Regions from separate parts of the Mus musculus genome. Here all the other regions are linked to region 2. The links are chromatin contacts, called in public HiChIP or PLAC-seq maps. All regions are on one chromosome and are shown on one strand. Each heading gives the region's core, a stretch centred on a gene start, on an enhancer-like site or on the middle of the called end of the contact. The rest is flanking DNA. Distances are from core to core; before and after follow the strand shown.

What was found. HiChIP or PLAC-seq counts read pairs in DNA pulled down with a chosen protein or histone mark.
Region 1: a contact with region 2 is called in an HNF4G HiChIP or PLAC-seq map of pancreatic cancer cells. The contact joins the promoter of Rcan3 here to the promoter of Ifnlr1 in region 2. A contact is called at or near these places in 8 of 39 promoter capture datasets (the C10 cell line, the SN4741 cell line, cranial neural crest and 5 more), 8 of 484 Hi-C or Micro-C datasets (embryonic stem cells, lens fibers, olfactory sensory neurons and 1 more), 14 of 115 datasets of contacts at active chromatin or transcription factors (the 230-238 cell line, T-cell acute lymphoblastic leukemia, acute myeloid leukemia and 8 more) and 2 of 9 other capture datasets (adipose tissue and liver).
Region 3: a contact with region 2 is called in an H3K27ac HiChIP or PLAC-seq map of embryonic stem cells, with 8 read pairs. The contact joins the enhancer-like site here to the promoter of Ifnlr1 in region 2. A contact is called at or near these places in 4 of 39 promoter capture datasets (the HPC-7 cell line, hippocampal neurons, liver and 1 more), 13 of 115 datasets of contacts at active chromatin or transcription factors (bone marrow-derived macrophages, embryonic basal ganglia, embryonic hindbrain and 4 more) and 4 of 9 other capture datasets (adipose tissue, liver, macrophages and 1 more).

The regions. Positions count from the first base shown.
Region 1 is chr4:135,431,700-135,435,250 of GRCm38.p6, forward strand. Rcan3 (regulator of calcineurin 3) reads right to left here and starts at 2,106. Exons shown (of 5, transcript NM_022980.4): 1 at 1,913-2,106.
Region 2 is chr4:135,685,062-135,688,406 of GRCm38.p6, forward strand. Ifnlr1 (interferon lambda receptor 1) reads left to right here and starts at 1,396. Exons shown (of 7, transcript NM_174851.3): 1 at 1,396-1,538. The coding sequence starts at 1,481.
Region 3 is chr4:135,543,995-135,547,376 of GRCm38.p6, forward strand. Grhl3 (grainyhead like transcription factor 3) reads right to left here. Exons shown (of 16, transcript NM_001013756.2): 15 at 2,249-2,313. Among named protein-coding and RNA genes, the nearest start is that of Gm30888, 28 kb to the right of the region's middle. Within about 2 kb of position 1,282, at least 87 of the 459 cell types and tissues checked have an H3K27ac peak or open chromatin away from gene starts, as enhancers often do. A contact at or near this core is called in adipose tissue, bone marrow-derived macrophages and embryonic stem cells, where this site is marked.

The DNA.
Region 1 (3,551 bases), core at 856-3,355, 250 kb before region 2:
TTCCGTTTGCTGCATGTAACTCAGACACCCGAGCAGAGCCGGTTCTCTTCAGGGCACTGCTACTGCAGCTCAATGGCGAGAGGGTTTTTCTGTTTCTCTGTTTTCATATTGAGGATTGAACCTGGCATCTCCAGCATGCCGGTCAAGGGCTTTACCATTGAACTACATCACTCTAGGCCAGGCTGAGCTTTGTGTAGGTTTTTGGAGCTGGGTGGCAGGTCTGGAGCTCTAAGTTATAGTATCTTCATGCCTGCCCACCCCCCCTTTGGACCCACACTTCCTGTAACATCATGCAGCATTGCTTCTCGTGGGTTAGTGAGCACTCCAAGGTTTTAAAACCTTAAAATATAGCATGATTGAATAGTTAAAAAAAAAAAAATCAAATCTGTGTTCCCCCAAAACACTAAAAGCTCCTCTCTTGGAAACTGGCTGCCAATGAAGCAAATTGGAAAGCTGCAGTGAAGAGTAACAGGATACTGATTTCATCTTTTTCATAATCCTCCCACATCCAATGTATAACTGAACGCTAACGTGAAATCCCCATCAAAATGAACAACTGTGCATGCTGCATAAACACCCAGACTCTGAGACTTAATATATTCCTCAAATTCTGCCCTTTTACTTACTTCTGAGTTTGTGTACATGCATCAGGTGTGTGCATAAGCCCTCAGAGGTCAGAGGAGGGGTGGGATCACCTGGAACTGAAGTTACATACGGGTGCTAGGACTCAGAGCCCAGTTCTGTGCAAGAGCAGTAGGTGCTCTTAACAGTGGACATCCCCCGCCCCCGGCACACTATTTTGTTAACATATATTTATTGAATGTTTATATGTGTGTTTGACTGTGGCCTCAGCAACACTCAGGTATTAGTCAAAGGACAACTTGCAAAAGCTGATTCTCTCCTCCTGCCATGTTGATCCCCGGGATCCGGGAACTCCAACTGTCAGGCTTTGCAGTAAGTGTGTCTGTCTGTACCAGCTGAGCCATCTCATAGGACTACATATTGATATATTGGACTAGAGGTAATGGCATTGTGTTAAGATAGGTTTTATTTTGTTTTGTTGGGCAGGACCGTATTATGTAGTCCAGACTAGTCTCCCACTTGCTAATATTATAAACGTGTGCCACACCCAGTTCTTAAAATAACATTTTAAAGTAATCACTAATCATAGCTACAGATGGTCAATTACTTCTCTGGCCAACTAGTAGATGAGAGACTTCTACGAAAAGTTCAAGTAAATGTATTGTCCTAGATAGCCTTCAATATTGGGACGCGAATATATATATATTTGGTTTTAAACCCTACAATAAAACATCACTCTACATAATCCTAGTTTGAATCTGAAACATGGACGTGAGCCGCTAGAATCTTAATCCCCAGAGGAGATGATGAGATTTCGCACGGAAGCTGGAACCCCACAACCTGGAAACAGACAGCTATTGAAGGGTTCAAGAGGAAGCGGACAAGTTTCCAGATGCCAGGGAAGCAGAGAAGCACGAGGATTCCTGCATCCTGGGGGAGGGGAGGAGAGAGGGGAGTGGGGCTTCCACCTGCTGCCAGGAGGGTTTTACTAGCCACACCTTCCCTGCCCTCCGGGAGGGGGGGGCCAGGTTGGGCCTGACATCTTTCAAAAAGTCGAACTGCGGGTGGAGAAATTGCTGGTGGAGGAGAAAGGACCTGGGGGCGAGGGTTGTTTTGCAGGACGTTACCCCGAAGCTGCTGGGGGAGATCCTGGGCATCAGGCGGTTGGTCCTTAGCAACGTCTAGGGGGTTCCTGGAGGATCTGGGCAGCTGCTGCTCTAGCTGAGGCTGCTTTAACTTTCAGGGATCCTGGGGATCCATCACCCAGAGCTGCTGCAAACCTGTTCCGAGCGGCCGCGACCCGGCCCCGCCCTGCGAAGGGGAGACTCACCTGTGCGCTCGAGGGGAGAGGCCCGAGGGGGGATGCCCACGAGCGCGGCCTGGGGCGGACAGACCCTCACCACCCGGAGCCACCACGCCCTCAACGCGGGCCGCAGCGGCCGCCTCAGCCGGCGACACGGGCGGTGACCTAGGGCTGAGCGAGGTTGCCAGCGTCGCGCGCGCTCCCGGGCCCGCGCGCCTCGCGCCCTCCCTGGGTTCCTCGCGCCCAGGGGGCGCGCTGCGCCGGCGCACAGACAGGAGGGCGGGGCTGACAGCTGGGTGGGCGGGAGTCGCCGAGTGGTGGGCGGGGCTCTGGGGGCGGGGGTGGGTTCTGCGCGCGCGCATTCGCCTGCTCCTCTTGGCTGGCTGGCACTGGCTTTGAGGGACTTGGGCCGGCACTCTTTTTTTTTTTTTTTCCCACCCCCCCTGGGCCGGCACTCTTAAGGCAGAGGCTTTCCTTGACCTCCAGAACGGGACTTTTGATGTCCCCTTGGTATCCGCCGCCCCCAAGAAACATTTTCTCTCTCTTTTTGCTGACCTCACGTGACAGTGACAGGAACAGCTAGCCGGGATACTAGGAACCTTCTCGGGGCGGGTTCCTGTGAGCTTAACCCGGGGTAGCCTTCTAGGAACCTGGCAGCCGGATGTGCCCGACCTCGCCCCGCAGCTCCCGTCGCCCAGTAGAGGCGATGGCGACGTGGCTGTGCTATGGGTGTCACCAGGTGTGTGACTGCGCGCGCCCCATCCCTCCCTCCATTGCACCCAGCACAGATGTACAATATTAATGATATTTGCGTTTGCCTTTCCACACAGTCTTGCTTATCTCCCTTGGAGATAATGGAACATTAATTATGTCTAGGTCAGGGTTTAGGCTAGTAGTAGCGCCGAGGCTGGCTGGCATTTTAATTTTAATTGCTGTTGCTGAGACCAGCCTGTCAGGGAGCTGTGCCCTCTTCCAGCTCACAAACTGGATGAACGGTACAGAGCTGGAGAACTCTCAGCTCCCGCTAGAAGGATTCTGCTCTGCTATCCAGGCCGTATGGCTCAGTTCTGAGGGTCCTTGCTCCCAACCCCGGACGCACGTGATGGAAGGAGAGAACTCCTGCAAGTGTTCTCTGACTTCCACACGGCTGCCCTTCTGAATAATAAACAAATAATAAATAGAAAATCAGCTTTTGTCATTTACGCAAGACCCTTCATAGGACAAATGAAACAAGGGGGTCAAAACTAAGGACACAGTGTTGTCACTCGGTGAGAGTCATGGGCACAAAATGCAGGGCATAGCATCCTCGTCAGAGTGACTCCCATAGTGTCCCCCACAGGATCACAGTGTTGTATCCCTTTTGCTTTAGGAAGTTTCTGCAGCTTTCCACCCTGAGGCTCCTGATTAAACTTGACTTAACACGTCAAGTTCTTCACTTTTTCATCAAAGAATTATGGAGAGTGACTTCTATACTCACATCAAGAAGCATAGAAATGTTTCCCCTTGGGCTGGTGAGATGGCTAGATGGTTAAGAGCACTGACTGCTCTTCCAAAGATCCTGAGTTCAAATCTCAGCAACCACACGGTGGCTCACAACCATCTGTAATGAGATCTGACTCCCTCTTCTGGAGTGTCTGAAGACAGCTACAGTGTACTTACATATAAT
Region 2 (3,345 bases), core at 146-2,645:
ACAAAAATGGTTTTTATGCCCCTAATCTCATTTCTCGGCTCTCTTTGGTTCCCATTGGCTGAATTCTTCAGGGAGCTAAAATCTACCTGCTGTCTAGTATTGTCCCCTTCCGGAATTCCTTATCTAAATGGTACAGGACACAAACCTTTCCTTTTCTGATATGTGAGCTTACAGGCGGGCAGACTACCTGTAACTTTCAACCCTAGAACACACTGACAATACCTAGAGAAGCAGACACCAGCTGCTAGGCAGAGGAAAAAGGGGCCTAGAGCCCCTCCACCATCTCTGACGAGCCCTAAACACACCTTATACTGAAAATGGATCATAATGATTGATTTCTTACATAGCCAAGGTTAACCTTGAACTCCTGGTCCCCCAACCTCTATCAACCCAGGGCTGGGATTGCAGGTGTGTACCTTAAAAAGCTCATAATTTTAGGATGTGTTTTTGTGCTTCTCGAATGTAGTTTAAAAAATCCCAGACACCTCTTGTTGTGCTGGGCCTGAACAGAGCAGAGTTTAAAAAAAAAATCAAATCAAAATAACTCGAGTTAAAGTTGGGTCCCCAGACAGAAACTAAGCTGTCTATTGAATCCCCCAGGAGATCAAGAGAAACCTGAGCTAATGGCCTGCTTTCCAAAAGTCCAGCTTTTGTTCTTTTTCTATCTTGTATGTATTCTGCAACAATTCCATAGAGATATCAATGTACCTATGTGGTATCCACCCCAACTCCCCATTCGCACTCCGTGCAGGCAAAATGCAGAAGATGAAGTCCATAACCCTTAATCCTTACACACAAAAGGACACACACACACACACACACACACACACACACACACACACACACACGTTGTTGTCCTAGCCTTGTCCCGACTCTACCTATAAGGAGAGTAATTTAGAAAGATCCCGCTTCCCCTTCCGTGGTTTCGCAGGTTTCTGGTTTCGGCCCTTCTGTTTACAAAACCAGCGTTTCCCACTTGGCTAGTTAGAATGGTTTGTGTGGTGGAATGAAGTGTCCCCTGCTCCAGGATAGAAAACAAAGCCTGAAGCGATGTCCTTTCTGGTTAGTAGCGACACAGACCGCGTTGCAGCTTAGGACAGCCTCCTCCAAGCTTTTACCGCGATGTAGGCGGGGAGTAACAAGCCTGCCGGGAATTCCTGCAGAAACTCAGTAAGAAACTCGCAAGACAGGCTGGGTGCCATCCCCCGCTCCGCCTGCAAAACGGGAGTCTTGCCAGTCTCCTCGAACTCTACCCTAGGTGCTATTTACTCCTCAACGGAACCCCAGAACTGGATTTCTTGTCTGATTTTTAAAAAATGTTACTGAGAGCCCCGCCCCCACCCACGGCAGGCGACGCGGGGCAGCCCTAGGTGAATCCCCACCGGTGGCACCGCCGGAGGCTCCTCCTCCCTGGGCCGCCGCCCTTGTCACCTGCCGCCCAGGGGCCTTGCGGCGGGCGGCGGGGACCCCAGGGACCGAAATGTGGCGGGCCGACCGGTGGGCGCCCCTACTCCTGTTCCTGTTGCAGAGCGCCCTAGGTAAGTACGGACCGCGGGGACCGCGGGGACCGCGAAGATGTGCCACCCACCCGAGGTCCCGAGAGGGGACTTGGTGCTGGGCCTCAGGGATTCTGTACACTTGCCGCGGGTTTGCTTGGTCCCAGAGTGAAACAATCCTGAGCTTGGACGGCCTTTTCTGGACGAAAGGATCCCGGTTTCCTTATTCCAGGCAGGGCCGGGAGTTCCAGGCACAGACACCGGAAAGCGTTGACTGTATTTGTTGACCGAATCCCAGAGTGCATACCTGATTGACACTTTTAATAGGGGACATACAGGAGCTGCCGGGATCCAGCTCTGGTTGATCTGGTCCCTGCTAGGAGACTCTTTAACGGGGCATTTTCTCTCTTTGTCTTTCATCTGGTAAGACAGCGGGGCACAGAATACCCGAGGCCAGGACCCAAGCACCGAACCCCAATTTTCCACTCATCAACTTCCCCAGGGAGGAAGCCATGGGCATACTTCAGAGTCCTAGACGCAGTCAAAGGAGCAGGAAGGGTTCTTAGAGCCGATAAACAATCATAAACGTTCATATTATTTTTGGTTGCTTCTTTGTCCTGGCCACTGTGTTCTCCTTAAGGTTTTCAACCCAGCTGCTCTAAGTGGTAGACAGTCATCATTTTTAAGTGAGGGAAACTGAGGCTCAGAGCACTTCATAGGTTGCTTTAGAAGTACCCCAGAGGGGCACACACAGGGCAGAGGAATAAGGCTGAGCCCTAGGTTTGCCCATGACCAGTGCTGCCCCTGCCCTGAGCGAGCTCACAGCTCTGTAGCAGTGTTTTTGAGTTAACGAGGGTCTTGGGGGACACGGGATTATGTTCCATCCCTGACACAAACTGGTTTAGTTAACATTGATCTCTGAGCCGTGTCTCTTTGATGATGGCTGTGGGTAACACCTTGCCCCAAGGGGTAGTCTGTCCTGAGGACTGAATGACATTTTATACAGTGCTATACCAGTCCCTGGAACCCTTGAAGACTCTGTGAAGTGTGGCAACTCTGAACTGTGACTTTCCCCATGTGGCCAAGCTCAAACTTTGGGCCTGTCCTGCTCATGGATGGCTCACGGATGGCTTAAAACTAAGGGGCTTACATACAGAGTGGCCTCTTGCTAGACAAACTGGAAGCTGGGTTTAACTGCGGTGTCTCAATTATGCACCTTCAGGGCACAGGACAGGAGAGAAAAAGACACCCACATCTGGGGTCAAAAATGAGGGGGCAGCCCTGGCGTGAGCTTGAGCTGAGAGAATCATGTAGACTTGGGCTTACCTTGCCTGGTGCCTAAAAAAAAAAAAAAAAATGTATGGGTCTCCATGGTGACCCACGTGACTGAATTCTCCCTGTGACCATGAGCTCCCGTGGGGCAGAAGATGAAGCCATTTCCTTCTGTTCCCTGGTACACAGAGGAAGATAGGAAGCATGGGTTAAAGCTGGTCGGGTGTGGTTGTTCCTGCGTGTATTCCTAGTACCCAAGAGGCTGAGTTAAGAGATTACCGCACATTTGAGCTAGCCTAGACTAAGCTGTTTGTCTCTCCCATAGTCAAAAGGGGACTGGTGAGATGGCTCTGAAGGTAAGCGTTCCTGACATTCAATGGACAGAATCTACACGTTAGAAGGAAAGAACCAATGTTTGCAAAGTGAGCTTTTGCCTCCACATAGACACCATAGCGTGCATCACACACATGATAAATAAATGTAAAAGGTGATTAAAGCAGGTGGTGGTGGCACACGCCTTTAATCCAGCACTAGGGAGACACAGGCAGGTGGATCTCTGAGGCCCAGGTCAGAACTA
Region 3 (3,382 bases), core at 32-2,531, 140 kb before region 2:
TATGTTCAGGCAAGAGCTCAGTAGATGCTTGCTTTTGTAAGGACTCTGGGAAGGGTGGCAGGGACAGTAGTGAACCTGAGAAGCCCACTGGGCTATTTCTGTCATCTGTCAGCACCAGCTGGCAGCGCCTTCTTTTGGGGAAAAGGTTGGAGGTGGGGCTCCCAGAGTCTGGGGGCTGGCAGGACCCTGCATTCCCAGGTGATCATTATCTTGGGGGCTGAAGGCTGGAGATACACTAGAGAGCAGGGCTGGGTGGGGAGGAGAGAAGGTGTGTGCTCTGGAAACTTCAGGGTTGAATTGTCTGTTTCCTAGCATGGCATTCATCAGCCTCAGCGTACTGGGCTGTGTAAGCGCACCTCCAGGGCAGTGGTGTGAAGATGGATCCTCCAGTAAGAGGTCAGTGACAACTGGGTCCCCAGCCAGTGGCAGGCACTTGTCAACAGTTATTGTTATTTCTTAGCTTCCAACCCCTCTGCCTGTATTGAGTTAACCCCCCTGGCCCACTGCCAGCAAAAACAGTGTGTTGGTTAATCTTTCAAGCACTCTATGATGCTTGTAAAATTGATTTTATCTACCTTGGTCTGGAGGACTTGGGGGGAGGAGACCTGTGAGAATAAAGTAGGCTTTGGGTTAGAATATCCACCTTTCTCTGATGTGGACATATATTTGAATGAACTCATATATGGAAATATGGTCTTTCATATTTCTTATCTTTGAGCTGAAGTTCTCATGGCTGTGGAGTTCATGTGCTCCACAGTGCTGAGTGAACAATATGTGCATATTTCTTAGAGGTCAGAGGAACAAGGAGGAGAGGTGAGATCAAGCCGTGTGTGTGTGGGGGGGGGGGGTGCACTTTAGGTCACCGAGAATCTCTTTTGCTAGTCTCTAACTCAGGACCGCTACTTTGAACCTCAGCTTCAAAGGGGGGCGGGGGGATCCTGCCGAGCTCAAGGGCAGCCGGGATGATGCCAGGAATTACTGGGGACAGTATCTGGCCCGAGGGAAGAACTTCCGTGATGGAAGTCATGACAATTACAGTTTGAGCAGCTGCCTGGATTGATGGGAAGGCCTCCCGGCAAAGGAGCCAGGAGCTAGAACGCTGAGCCTCACAGCTCATCAACTTCCCAACTTACACAGACTATCCCTGGTCCCTCAGGGGAACCCTGCACAGGAGGGGCAGAAAGCAGGGCACATGGGTGTGGCGCTAAAGGAGAAGTGGGGCTGGGCTTGTCTGGGCAAAGCAGACGAGAAGCAGTCTTACTCCAGACAGAGGGTGAGCCCCTGTATGAAACCGAAACTTGATGGGATGGCGGAGAGGAGAGGGAGGAGGCTGGTGGGAGGGGAGAGACCCCACACACCGACAAAACCCTCTAGATTCTCATGCAACCCAAACCAAATGGGTCCTTTTCTACACTCCAGCCTTTTGCCTGGGAGGCTAGCTGGGAGCCACAGAGGAAGGACAAGGGGGCGGGGCTTGGAGGAAGCCAGGCATTCTCAATGGGAGAATGTGCCGACCACCGGGCGGGTCATGCTCAAGTGCAGCTGGAGTTAGACTGTCTATTGGGGTGCAGCTGTGCTCCCCACAGAGCAGCGGGAGGACTAGCAGGTCCTGGAGAGTATGGCCTGCTTCTCTCCTGCCTGCTGTAGCCTGGAGGGGGAAGAGAACCTTGGAGTTTCTTTTGATTGGGCTCTTCAACCTAATCCCCAATCAAATTCCCACCTAGGCTCCTGGCAGCCACCCCTTCCTGTCACCCTCTGCCTGGGGAGGCTCCTCTGGGCCTCCTTACCTCTGGTGCCTTGCTCACTGCTCCTGCACCCACCCCTGCTTATTGCCTCCGAGCCTCAGTTTTCCTGCATGTAAAATGTGGGTGTGTGTGCCAGTGTGATTCCAAGGGTTAAATGAGATAGACTCAGTCTGATGTCTGTAACAGGAGTCGGGTGAATGGAGGTTGCTACAATGAACATAATAAGAGAAGAACTTTGGTCTCCAGTGTTTTGGGGACTTGAACTTGGGTCTTCTGATGAGCGAGCCGCACTCCCCCCTCTATGCCAGGAGGGTCACTTGTGAGAAGACCCTTGCACCTCCTCCTACTCTCACCCAGGTTTCTGCAGGTGGAGAGGTGACCATGACCTTGGCCTGACTTGGGGACTCTCCACCCTCACTGAGCATGCTCTCTGTAACTCCGCCAAGGCCAAGCCCAGCCTTGGTAGCTCTGAGTAGCCCCTGGAGGACTGAAGTGGCACTTACCCTCGCTTGCATTTCTTGTAGACTTTGCAAATATTCTCCTCGGGGAGGCCGTACTTCTCAGAGATCTGGAAGGAAACGGTAAGGTTTCACTGCCTGTGGCCCAAACTGGATTTATACATACTTTATACTACTGCCTTTTACTTGGTGGCTATAAAAGTAATAAATAGCGGGAAAACAAAGAGAATTACAATGATCCTATTTCCCTGGGGAGAACACCACTGTCACCTGGGCACCTTCCCCTCTGTGTGCTGTGCATGCGTACATACGCATAAATTTACATCACCCGTAGGGGGTTTGATATTATTTTGAATTGTCTTATGATAAGCCAAATCACAAGAAACCCTTAGCAAACTGCATTTTAGTGTCTATAAAATATCTAGTTGAGCATCTACCATTTCCTTTGGTTCTCACCTAGGGTCTGACCTTTGGATCTGTGTTTAAGGACTGATTTTTCACTGGCTGGTGACCTCATGCAGACTCTTTGTGGGGACAGCAAGAATGCCTCCCCCGCCCCCCGCCAGAGGACTGCTGAGAGAATTAAATGATTGGCTGATGATGTCATATGTTCACGCCAGCTCCTGCCATGTACCAAAGCCCCCATGAGTGTCACTGTCACTGTCTTGGGAGCAATGGGCGTGCTCCAGAACCTGCTTTTAGGTGGGGTACCCCGCATGTCCCTCTCCTGAGCAGGAGTTCATAATTGCAGCTGATGGGGTTGGCCCATGGAGCGCCAAGTGCCCAAGCCTGGCTCAGAGCCTAAAGGCCCATTAGGTCCACATGAGAGCTTCCTCTATAGGTGAGGCAGCTGTGGCTCTAAGCTTGGCTGAGCAGCCTGCCTGAACCAAGACAAGTGGTCCCTGCCCACACTAGAGTTGCCTAACTTGTCATTGTTGTTGTTGTTGTTGTTTGAGACAGGATCTCTCTCTATCACCCTGGCTGTTCTGAAACTTACTATGTAGACCAAGCTGGCCTTGAACTTACAGAGATGTGCCTGTACCTGCCTCTGGAATGCTGGGGTTAAAGGTGTGTGCCACCATACTGGGGGAGTTGTAGAACAGTGTTCCTGTGCCTCTCTTAGTTTCACTTTTGGACAATGAAAAGAACTTGGGAAGGACCAGGTCTGGCCCACTGTCA